2 separate regions of the Sus scrofa genome follow, and region 1 is linked to region 2. Evidence: chromatin contacts called from public Hi-C data. All regions are on one chromosome and are shown on one strand. Each heading gives the region's core, a stretch centred on a gene start, on an enhancer-like site or on the middle of the called end of the contact. The rest is flanking DNA. Distances are from core to core; before and after follow the strand shown. Region 1 has its middle 390 kb from the start of ADAMTS20. Region 2 overlaps LOC110260765 (a long non-coding RNA gene).

Region 1 (5,451 bases), core at 2,584-5,083, 380 kb after region 2:
GGGCCTGGCTGCCTGGCAACATCTAACCATCTTTTCACTGTTGCAGCAAATCAACTGCAGGAGCAGTTGCTACACAGTGGCAAGTGGCACTCACAGGGAGATGCCAGCTTCTCCAAAGCCACCATAAAGACTCAAAGTCAGCTTGGACAGATCAGCATTTCTTTTCTCCCGAAAAGGCTAAATACAAATGCAAATATGAGTGATGCAAAAAGAAAAACATAATGGATCTAATTTTTTTTTCCTATTCCGCCTCTTCTGGAGCTTTGGTAAGATTTGGTAAAACTAACTGGGCAAACAATCGTCTTTGTGGGTTTTCGTGACAAATGTCTCCTTTCATCTGATGAATGAAATAGCCTCAAGAGTCACCAAATACATCCTGCCTGTGGTTGGCAGGCCTGAGAGAAGCCACCCTGGGTGGAGGAGTCCTCAGGCTCTCCAGGAGAGAGTTTCCAGGTCCTGTCAACAACTTGTGGCCGTCGTTTTTGGCCACCTACTCGGTGGACCTTCTTCTTTCAGCTGAGCCTCACATCTTCTTGGAATGATAGGCCCTCCCCTCACTCCCATCCGAAATGCTGTGAACACTTGCGAAGAAAATGCTGTGGAAATGTGAAACATTATTTTAGGAACAAAATCTCTGTAGCTTTGAAGGCTTTGCGAGGCACTGCGTCTATAGGCGACATATCTGCCACATCTGTTTCTGTGTGTGGGAGGCACACTATATTTATCATCCGGGATGAGTCACTTCGTAAAGGAGCATAATCTACTTGAGCTTTTGTGTTGAAGCTGCTCTCTGGTAGAGTGAACTGTAGCCCTGAAAGCTTTAAGTATTACATAGCAAGGCCCCTTGGTAGCACCCTGCCAAGAGCAACAATAGCTACAGAGGGGAAAAATCGCCTTCCTTTCATTTCCTCTCAGTCTGTCTTTTTAATGATATTACTGCTGCGATGAAGGCAGTGAGGTTCCTCAAGGGGGGCTGCCATCAAAGGCCAAGCCGTCCCACACCTGTTCTGGAATTAGAACAGCTGAATTTGGCAAGGCAAGAAGACACACAGAGGCTAAAAATGATCCAGAAATATGGCAAACACCAGTCACATATCTCTGACCCATCATTATGCATCCATAGCAGCTGAAGTCAGGGATTCTAAGAATGACTCTCAGATAAGATCTTGTAACCATTGGTATATATTATGGATTCCCTGAAGATTTTCCCTTAGTTTCCCAAAGTCTAAACAAGAACGGTGACTGGAACCCTTTTGGAAGTTCGATCTTGGGGCCTCTCAAAAATTCTTTTTCAATAAATATCGTGCATTTGCACTAAGAATATGATTTTATTTGACTCTGAAATGTTTGTAAGGTACGTCTATAGCTACTGATAAAGTGTATCCGTGAGGTAGGCACATATGTCACAGGAAAGTGTGTCGTGTAATAGCTTTCTGGGGAGGAACATCCACTTTTCCCTGCTGTGGAGTGTGCCTTAAGTGGGTCTGCTATACCCCAATCCGTTGGTAAAAATCCTCCCCGGGACTAACAGAGCAAAATGACCTAAGTCGGGAGTCGGTCAGCACTGCGTCTATAAGTGGAGCACAGTCCGTAAGGCTGCCCCACATATGAACATGTTTTACACTCATTTTACCTTCATACCTTTGCTAACGCTTTCCCCCTTCACATCCTGCTTGAAAAGCGAACTAGATGTAATCCAAATGATAATCAGGCCTGCTTCCCTTTATGGAGAGTTTTGCAGTCAGTATGTAGATGCAGGATTTAGCTGACACCTGGTTAGAGTCATTACTGTCATTAATACGGAGGGCTAAAGAGGTCTGGGTCTAAAGTTCACTGCCCACTGATGTCCGGTTGTCTTTAAGGACACAGAGATAACCGGGTCCATGGCCTCTCTGGCTTTATAATGAGGTAATTTTGTTATTCTCTCTCACTTATTTGAGAGGTATAGGTATGTTCTTTTTCTAGTCCATTCCAAGAAAGGTATAGACCAACACTTTTTATTCTTGTTCCTGACAGCCTTGTGTTACTCTTTCTTTGGGGCTTGCGTAACAGCATTCTTTTTTTTTTTTTTTGTCTTTTTTTGCCATTTCCTGTGGCATTTGGAGGTTCCCAGGCTAGGGGTCGAATTGGAGCTGTAGCCTCTGGCCTACACCACAGCCACAGCAACGCAGGATCCGAGCTGTGTCTGCAAACTACACCACTGCTCATGGCAACGCTGGATCCTCAACCCACTGAGCAAGGCCAGGGATCGAACCCGAAACTTCATGGTTCCTAGTCGGATTCGTTAACCACTGAGCCATGACGGGAACTCTGGTAATAGTGTTCCTTTAAAAATGTAAACCTAATTTAGAAGCCATTGAATATTAGGACACTACCAAATCTCACATTTTACCAGAGGGCTTTCTTCTCCATCATACAGAAATGCGAGGGAATGCAACCCCGGAGAAATAAGCTGTAGTGAACGGCCACAAAGCAGGAACAAATACAGTACAGTCTCTAAAGAGAGAAACAGTGGTTATCTTATTGGGGCCTGGAAAAGCAGTAGGAACTTGGTTTTTTCTGATTACAGAAAGGTGCAAATAATAAAAGAGCACAGAAGAGCGCCCAGGAGAAAGCTGTCTCCTCCTCACTTCTGCTCCCCCTTCCTGCTGGCTGTTATTCTTGTAAATGGGTGGTGCTGGCTGGAAAGGGGACCCAGGAAGGGATTAGGGGCGCTCCAAGAGACTCTCCGCTGTGGAGAAATGCTGAAAGATGTCTGCAGACCGAAAAACTCCAGATGAATGTATTCACAACGCAATGTCACACGTATTCTAGATTGCGTAACACACCCATCCTTGTTCCCAGAGCATAACCAACTTTCACCGTAAGTCCTCCTTCCCCTCTTCTCTCTTCCTCCTTCTCCGCCTCCTTCTGTTTTTACTGCAGTTTTGTTACTTAGGCTCAGTGATTCTTCCTGCCTTTCCTTCCCACAGTGACATTCCGGGTCTCGCCCAACCACTGAGGTCATTTCTCCAGTATTTAATTTCTACCTCCTTCGCTGAGCTTTCTCTAATCTTAACCCACATTGACCTCCCATTTGAGGATGAATACTTAGTTGCACACTACCTTAAATTGCTCCTTGTTATTTCAAGTATTATTTAATCTTGTTAGCTGAGCACATTGGGAAATGCTTTGAAGGTTGAAACCATATCCCTATTTATTTCTCTGTATACACTCTATGTTGAGGGTATAGAATCCTCAAATAACTGTTTCTCAAACAAATTACAGGTTTCTAATAAATAATGTCTTACTGACTGTCTTCCCTCTGTATGCTCAGGAAAGTGTATATGTTATTATACTGCAAAGAAAAGGATTTATTAATGTTCACGATTTATCTAGTATACTTACATTTGTGTCTTTCCAGGTTGAAATCTATCCTTTACTTACTGCTCTAGTCAAAACAAACAAGTGAACAAAAAAAAAGTCTCCAAAAGAGGAAAAAAAAAAAAAAAACCCACAAAAAAATAACAACGGTAATAAAACAAAACCCAAAAACATAGCAAGAAAAACACACACACAAAAATCCAAGCATTCATGACATGAATAAAAATAATACATTTGTAAGGTCAACATAGATAATTAAGTATGGATTAGAACTGGGAAAGAATTACTGGGCCAAGGCTATGTTTATTATCCTGGAATTGAAGCAAATATTTGAAATGAATTAATACTGGATAGAGCAGCATCTGATTTTTTCCACATAATCTATTTTAGATCAAGAGTACTTTGTGGCAAGAACATGAAATCAGTTGAGACCAGCTGACCTTTGCAAAGAGTTGTGGCTGGTTAACTTCATAGTTCACTTCATATTGTATTTGAGACATGAAAGAAAAATCTTCCAGTCCCCATCTGCTGAATTATTCCCCTCCCCTCCTTCAAAGCCCATACAGAAAACCACCTCTACCAAAAGCCTTCAATACAAATAACCACTCTGTCATATCTGAGCAGTGAAACAGCCCTTTTAACTCTTGATGAATTCAAGCAAACAAGAAGACAACACCATTAAACATAATTAAATATGCAGCAGAGTCTTTTTTTCTTTTTCCTTTGCTTTAAAAACATTTCCCCCCCATCCCGACTGCTCTCTTAGTTTGTCAAATCAGCTTGAAATTAAATGAATGATAAGGAGCAACTGATATTTTTTGGGTGGGGGGCCTGTGTTAAGAACATAAACTCTGCAGAGTATCTGCTAAAATTAAAATGTATCCAGCCATGTTCTTTTTTAATTATAGCTTCTCTCTGGCTAAAACTAAAGCTTTTTCTAAATGTTTGGTAGCAGACTGCTTCCAGCATTGGCATAGCCATAACTCTCTTGCAAGTTGAGTATTATAGATGTCGCCAAGCTGGAAATAGGACTGTTAAGAGAGTCCTGTCTTTCTCCATCAACTGCTGTTCCTCAGTACTTCCCAGGTAGGCTGTAGCCAGATGAACGCCAACACCCAGTACACTCCCAATAGTTGCCTAAACCACAAAGGCATTTCATTCACATGGTGGAGTTTGAGCTTGGCATTGTGCAATGAGCTTTTTTGTCTGTATCTGTATTTCTTTGCATCTGTGAACTTGAACTCTTCTTCCTTTAACTGTTCTGCTCCATTATACCTAATGGAATGTGCCTACCTCCTCTCTCTATAACACAAAATTATCTTTTTATTCAAGCCAATTTTTGATCTAATGTAGACATTGATCTCTTACTAAGAATATTAATTCCAGGGGGAGGGGGAGGGAGTGGGGTGGTTGGGGAACTCGGGGTTAATAGGTACAAACTATTGCCTTCGGAATAGATTAGCAATGAGATCCTGCTGTGTAGCACTGGGAACTACGTCTAGTCACTTATGATGGAGCATGATAATGTGAGAAAATAGAATGTGTACATGTATGTGTACAGCAGAAAAAAAATGTATTGGAAAAACAACTATTAAAAAAAAAAGAATATTAATTCCCATTTTTTTCCCCCATGGAGATCTCACCACCCACTGGCCTTGATTAAGTGGGCTTGTGTGAGAACTGGCTTTTCTTTGTGCACTATTTCTTGATCAGTGAACCAGCTGTGTGAGCAAGTATGGTGTAAGAGACGAACATTATTTTATTTTATTTTATTTTTACATGTTTCTACATTCACATAACATAATAGTTGGAATGGAAGGACCGTGCCCTTTGAAGTACCTCCCATTTTTATCATTTTAAGACCATCATGTCCTGCTATGTGACCTTCCCTAACACATCACTGCTATTGTCCACCACGCCCTGCAATTTATCTCATGTTATATAAGTGGTTTGGCAAAAATCTTTCATTTCCATGTGTTCCCTGCAATCCTCCTCAATAACTTCAATACTTACACTTTTGACCCTGAAGATTCCTTGATCTGATTCTTTTTCATCCCTGACCCTATAGACCTGTTGCTCCTTTCTTCT
Region 2 (5,707 bases), core at 991-3,490:
CTCAATATCTTGTAATAACCTATAATGGATAAGAACCTGACAAAGAAAATATATATTTATATATATATGCAAGTGTGTGTATGTGTATAACTGAATCACTTTGCTGTATACTTGAAACTAACATAATATTGGAAATTATCCTTCAATTGAAAAAAAAAAGAAGGCAGCCTTTGGATCTATATTTGTGATAAGTGTATGACTTACCTGTTCAAATTTGAAATAAAATTTATACAAAGCCTTCAGGATCTGTGTATCTCAGGAAATCTTGTAGGTTCAAACCAAACCAAACCCAAAACAAAAGCAACCCTGAAGTTCCTTCTTTTTCTTTTTCGGGTCATCATACGTGCAGCATATGGAAGTTCCCAGGCTAGGGGTCACATCAGACCTATAGCTGCTGGCCTATAATCCGAGCCTTGTCTGAGACCTACACCACAGCTTGCGGCAATGCCAGATCCCCTACCCTCTGATCAAGGCCAAGGATGGAACCTGCATCTTCATGGATACTAATCAGATTCATTTCCTCTGCACCACAGCAGGAACCTACTCCTTAGTTTTCTCAATTAGAATTTTTCTTGATTCTGCACAATCAAAACAATACATAAACAAATTTGGTGCTGAGGCTGCTCTACGATTGCAACTATTATCCATAAATCCCAGTTTCAAATTTTGTATGTATATGTTTGTATTTCTATTTCTATTTTTTTTAGGGGGGTCTTTTTGTCTTTTTAGGGCCGCACGCATGGCATGTGGAGGTTCCCAGGCTAGAGGTCCAATCGGAGCTGTAGCCGCCGGCCTAAGCCAGAGCCGCAACAACGAGGGATCTGAGCCGCATCTGCAACCTACACCTCAGCTCACGGGGAGAGAATAGAAGGGCTTTATCCTCTTTGCGTCTTGGACAATTGGCTTTTCCTAGACCCCGCTGTTTCCGTTCTATAGTTCATCTCCTTCATCTGTTCAATAGAATATTTTTTTGTTTGTTTGCTTCTTAGGGCCGCACTCGTGGCATATGGAAATTCCTAGGCTAGGGGTAGAATTGGAGATGTACCTGCCAGCCTCCACACCACAGCCTCAGCAACACGGGGTGAGAGCTATGTCTGTGAACTATACCACAGCGCACGGCAATGCCAGATCCTTAACCCACTGAGCGAGGCCAGGGATCGAACCCACATCCTCATGGATACTAATCGGATTTGCTTCCTCTCTGCTGCCAGGCAGCTCCCTGTTCAAGAATATGATAACCTCTCTCTAGAGCGCAAATGATTTATTCTACCAAGAATGGCTCCTTTTACCCCCTAGCCTTTAAAGTCTCGTAGAAATTTACCTGTTTCATGAGCGTTTCATGAGTTAGAGGCAGCACTTAAAACTGCTTAGCACTTTGTTGGCACTTCTCTTAGAATTCTTAACACTGCCAATGCCTGTTTCCCTGATTAGGTTTCAGTACCATTCTTGGCAGGGTCACCATCTTGTTCGCCTTCATGACCCTTCCTGTGGTTTCTCAGGAAATGCTTGTTGAATTCCATAAGGCAGCCTGAAGTGGTGCCAAAATTGTGCAATCAGAGTCAAGACACTTGGCAGCCATTCTCAGGCCTGAGCCAGGTCTGTCCATAATCAGGCCTTGAGAACGGTGTTATGGCCCCAAAGATGCTTCGCCTTTCTGGGCCTCCGTTTGCTCTTCTGGGACACGAGACGTTTAGAGTGGGTCTGTTGTTCTCAATGAGGTGTGATTTTTCAACACCACTGGTGTCCAGAAGGTCTGGCATGTCCTTAGTGGGCATCCTTGACTGGTTACACAACTCACGAGATGCCTTCTGGTTCCAGAAATAGATGTGGATTGATGGATATTGCTGTGGCTTGGAGGTGGATGGAAGTGAGCAGATTGGAGTGAAAGGTTAGTACTTAAGAGACAGAAAAACAGAGAGTTGGAGCAATTCTCTAAATAATAATAGCTAGTATTTATTAAGCCAGGCATTGTGCTAAGGGCTTGGCGTGCATTCTCATTTAATCCTCCCAATAATACCTTTATGAGGCAGATACTATTACTACACCCATTTAATAGATGAAGAAATTGAGGCCTAGAGAGTTTAAACAATGAGCCAAATTGCTAAATTAGGTGACTAAGCCCTGGAACTGGGCTCAAACCTGAGTTCCCTGACCCCAGAACCTGTATTTAAACACCCACTGGCTGCCTCTCTCTTAGCTGTTGCTTGTGTAGTGGGGGTTGTGATCATGTAGGGAGTTGTCATATGATTCTTATAAATATTGAATTTATTAGTTTGCAGTTCCTCTTCCCTACTGGTGCCTGCCAAGTGATGTGTGCCTTCAGAAGAATAATAGTTTTTATGAAGACAACGCAAAGCGACATCATCTGGCTATTTAATTATTATTTTTTTGGCCACATCTGTAGCATATGGAAGTTCCCAGACCAGGGATCAAACTTGAGTCACTGCAGTGACAACACTGGATCCTTAACCACTAGGCCACCAGGGAACTCCTAATTTTGGAAAATTTTACAGCATACCACTCCAGACGCATGCAACAGTGGCATCTTTTTATCCTGTCATACATACCAGGACCGATTTGGTTATATGAAAGGAATTTTCTGAAGGAAATGCCTGGGGTGAAGGAAAGATCTGGTGTTACGAGATCACCAAAGACGGGAAATGTAGCAAAGCTTGAGAAACTCACTCGGAGTTCTCATTAGTGGTGAGGGAAATGAGGCACAGATAGAACAATGATAATCCTCTTCCGTTTGCAAAATGTTTCACTCCACAGAGTGATCGAGTAATTAGCTCTGACGGCACCCCAGACACGGTTCCTATTTCTCTATGTGAACAACTCCCAGATCTACCCTTTCTCCCCCAGTTTCCCTATCGTTCCCTCATTTCCAGCTGCCTCTGTAATGTCTCTGCCTGATGAAGTGGATTTGGCTTCTGCTGAGCACAACTGATTTTCCCCTCAGTTGTTTCTCGCACCCAGTTGCCTGGTCTTTGTGGGCAGAACGCCTTCGTCCTCGTCTGATAAGAACTTTGTCTTAAGGTCAGTTCTGCTCTAAGTCCCTTGTGCCCTCTGTCCCTGATGGCTGGCTTATCTAGGGACTTTTACCTCCGTGACACTTCTAAAATCTCCTCCCACTCTCTCCTTTTCACCTCTTAGATCCAACAGCTCTACGTCTCCTCGTTTTCTAAAGGGTCATGACCCCCCCCCCGCCCCTGTCCCATCCCCCCTGTGTTCATCCTCCCACCTTGGTCTCTATAACTTCTGATCAGTGGAAAAAAAAAAAAAAATCCTGCTAGGAACCGGTAAAGAGATGCTTTTCTTTCTAAGGAGGGTGTGAATGAGTGTAAGTGGGCCCAGTGTGAGCCGCATGTGTGCTTGGGGTCACAGGAGGCAAAGGAAAGACAAAGCAATAGGCAAAGACACCAGGAGGGTGGGTGACGTGCTGGCTCCAGGCGTTGGTCAACGCCTCTGGCTCCCACAAAGGGCCTGCTCCCAGAACCTGGCATGTGATGCCAGAGTCAGGCCATGTAGCCCCGGCCAAGAGAGGGCTTGAAGCCTTGGGCAAGTCAGTCACAATGTTTCAGGGCTTCAGATTCTCTAAATGAGACGCCTCCCTGGTGGCTGATCTCCCTTGTTATTGGAGGTGACAAATTGCCTCAATAAAGGAGTGTAATTCCCAGCCTCCTTGGGAATAAAGGCCAGGCATTGTGGTAAGGGCTTGAAATGCAGTCTCATTTAATTCTCACAATAATACCTTTATGAGGTAGATACTATAATTATACCCACTTTTGTTTTATTTATTTTTGCTTTTTAGGGCCACACCTGTGGCATATGGACGTTCCCAAGCTAGGGGTGGAATTGGAGCTACACCACAACCATAGCGACACCAGGTCCAAGCTGTGTCTGTGACCTACACCACAGCTCATGGCAACGCCGGATCCTTAACCCACTGAGTGAGGCCAGACATCGAACCTGCGTCCTCATGGATATTAGTCAGATTTGTTTCTGCTGAGCCCCGACAGGAACTCCTACACCCATTTTATAGATGAAGAAACTGAGGCTTAGGGAGATCTCAGTGAAGTTCCGTATAGGACTTATAGTACTTATCCTTTCACGTAGGAGGTAATTCAGTGCGGAGGGGCTCTCTTTTTTCCTTTCCTCTCTTCATTCCTGCTACCTGGCATGCAGATGTTAGAATTTCAACAGCCAACGTGCATCCCGAGGTGCTTGGGAATAGAAGGTGTGCCTCGTAATGTTAGTTTTCTACCCCTCTGTAACAAATTATCACAGATTTAGTAGCTTGAAGCAACACAAGTTTATTGTCTTACAGTTTCTCTGGGTCTGAGGGCTGGGTTGGAGCCAGCTGGATTTTCTGCTCAAGGTCTCGTGAGGCTGAGGTCAAGGTGTCAGCTGGGCTGTGTTTTCTTCTGGAACTTGGGCTCCTTTTCCAAGCTCTGCGTCCTTTCGGCAGAATTCAGTTCCTCGAGGCTGTGGGACTGACATCTTGCTTCCTTGCCCAGCTCCTAGAGGCTGCTTGCAGGTCCTAGCCACATGGCCCTCCCACACATGGCAGCTTTTTTCTTAAAGACCAGCTCATGAAACTGACCCAGAGAGGTTTACAAATTAGCTTGGAATAGCTTCCTTTGGGAAGAGCCCAGTACTTTTGAAGGCTTCACCTCGCTAGGTCAGGCCCACCAGACTAACCTCCTTTCTGATTAAGTCAGTCAACTGATTTGGTGTGGTGACCTTTTGACAGATAATAGAGTTGTAGCCTCTCTTACTTTTGGTGGCTGCCCACCTTATGGCTGAAGTCAGTATGGGGGCTTGCTGTAGGCTTCCTGCTGGGAGGGACTGATGCCTGCCCACTGGTAAGTGCAGGTGATTCCTATCCCTCTGGTGGGTGGGGCTTTGTCTCTGGATGGGATTAGAGGCGGCTGTGTGCCTGGGGGGTCTTTAGGCAGCCCGTTTACTGCAGGGCAGGGCTGTGATCCCACCCGGATTGCTGTATGCCCTGGGGCTTCTCAGCCCTGATGGGCGGGGCCAGATTTTCCCAAAATGGCCGCCTCCAGGGACCCGCAGCTGATGAAGATTCCTGAGAGCTTTGCTTCCAACGTCCTTCCCCCACAACAAGCCACATTCACTCCTGCTTTCCCAGGAGGTCCTCCAAGAACTGCAGGCACGTCGAACCCAGATTCCCACCGAGACCCTGCTTTGCCCTTGGGACCCAGTGCAGGGGAAAGCCTGTGTGCGCCTTCCAAGAATGGGGTCTCCGCTTCCCCAGTCCCGTGGAGTTCCTGCACACAAGCCCCACCGGCCTGCCATGCCAGATGCTCCGGGGGCTCTTTCTCCCAGTGCCAGATCCCCACGTGTGGGGGTTTGAGGTGGGGCTCAGAACTCTAACTCCTGTAGGTGAGTCTCAGTGAACCAGTTACCTTCCAGTCTGTGGAGCTTCCCACCCGGGAGGTATGGGGTTGTTTATGTCGCGAAATCGCCCCTCCTACCTCTTGATGTGGCCTCCTCTTTGTCTTCTGGAGTAGGATGTCTTTTTTAAGGTTTCCAGTCCAGTTGGGTGGAGACTGCTCAGCCTTTAGTTGTGAATTTTGTTGTTTTTAGGAGAGACGTTGAGCTCCAGTCCTCCTATTCCACCATCTTAATCCCGTCTCCTCAGTCAACTGATTTGGGACTTTAGCTGCCTCTGCAACATCTTTTC

Evidence for each region. A called contact is a pair of places that touch in the nucleus more often than the background predicts.
Region 1: a Hi-C map of embryonic fibroblasts shows a contact between it and region 2, with 2.5 times the contacts expected there. The contact joins two enhancer-like sites. A contact is called at or near these places in 3 of 47 Hi-C or Micro-C datasets (embryonic fibroblasts and fibroblasts).

The regions. Positions count from the first base shown.
Region 1 is chr5:74,276,763-74,282,213 of Sscrofa11.1, forward strand. No RefSeq gene overlaps it. Among named protein-coding and RNA genes, the nearest start is that of ADAMTS20, 390 kb to the right of the region's middle. Within about 2 kb of position 3,834, at least 2 of the 83 cell types and tissues checked have an H3K27ac peak or open chromatin away from gene starts, as enhancers often do. A contact at or near this core is called in embryonic fibroblasts, where this site is marked.
Region 2 is chr5:73,901,316-73,907,022 of Sscrofa11.1, forward strand. The region is part of intron 2 of LOC110260765 (a long non-coding RNA gene); the gene reads left to right. Among named protein-coding and RNA genes, the nearest start is that of PRICKLE1, 78 kb to the left of the region's middle. Within about 2 kb of position 2,241, at least 13 of the 83 cell types and tissues checked have an H3K27ac peak or open chromatin away from gene starts, as enhancers often do. A contact at or near this core is called in embryonic fibroblasts, where this site is marked.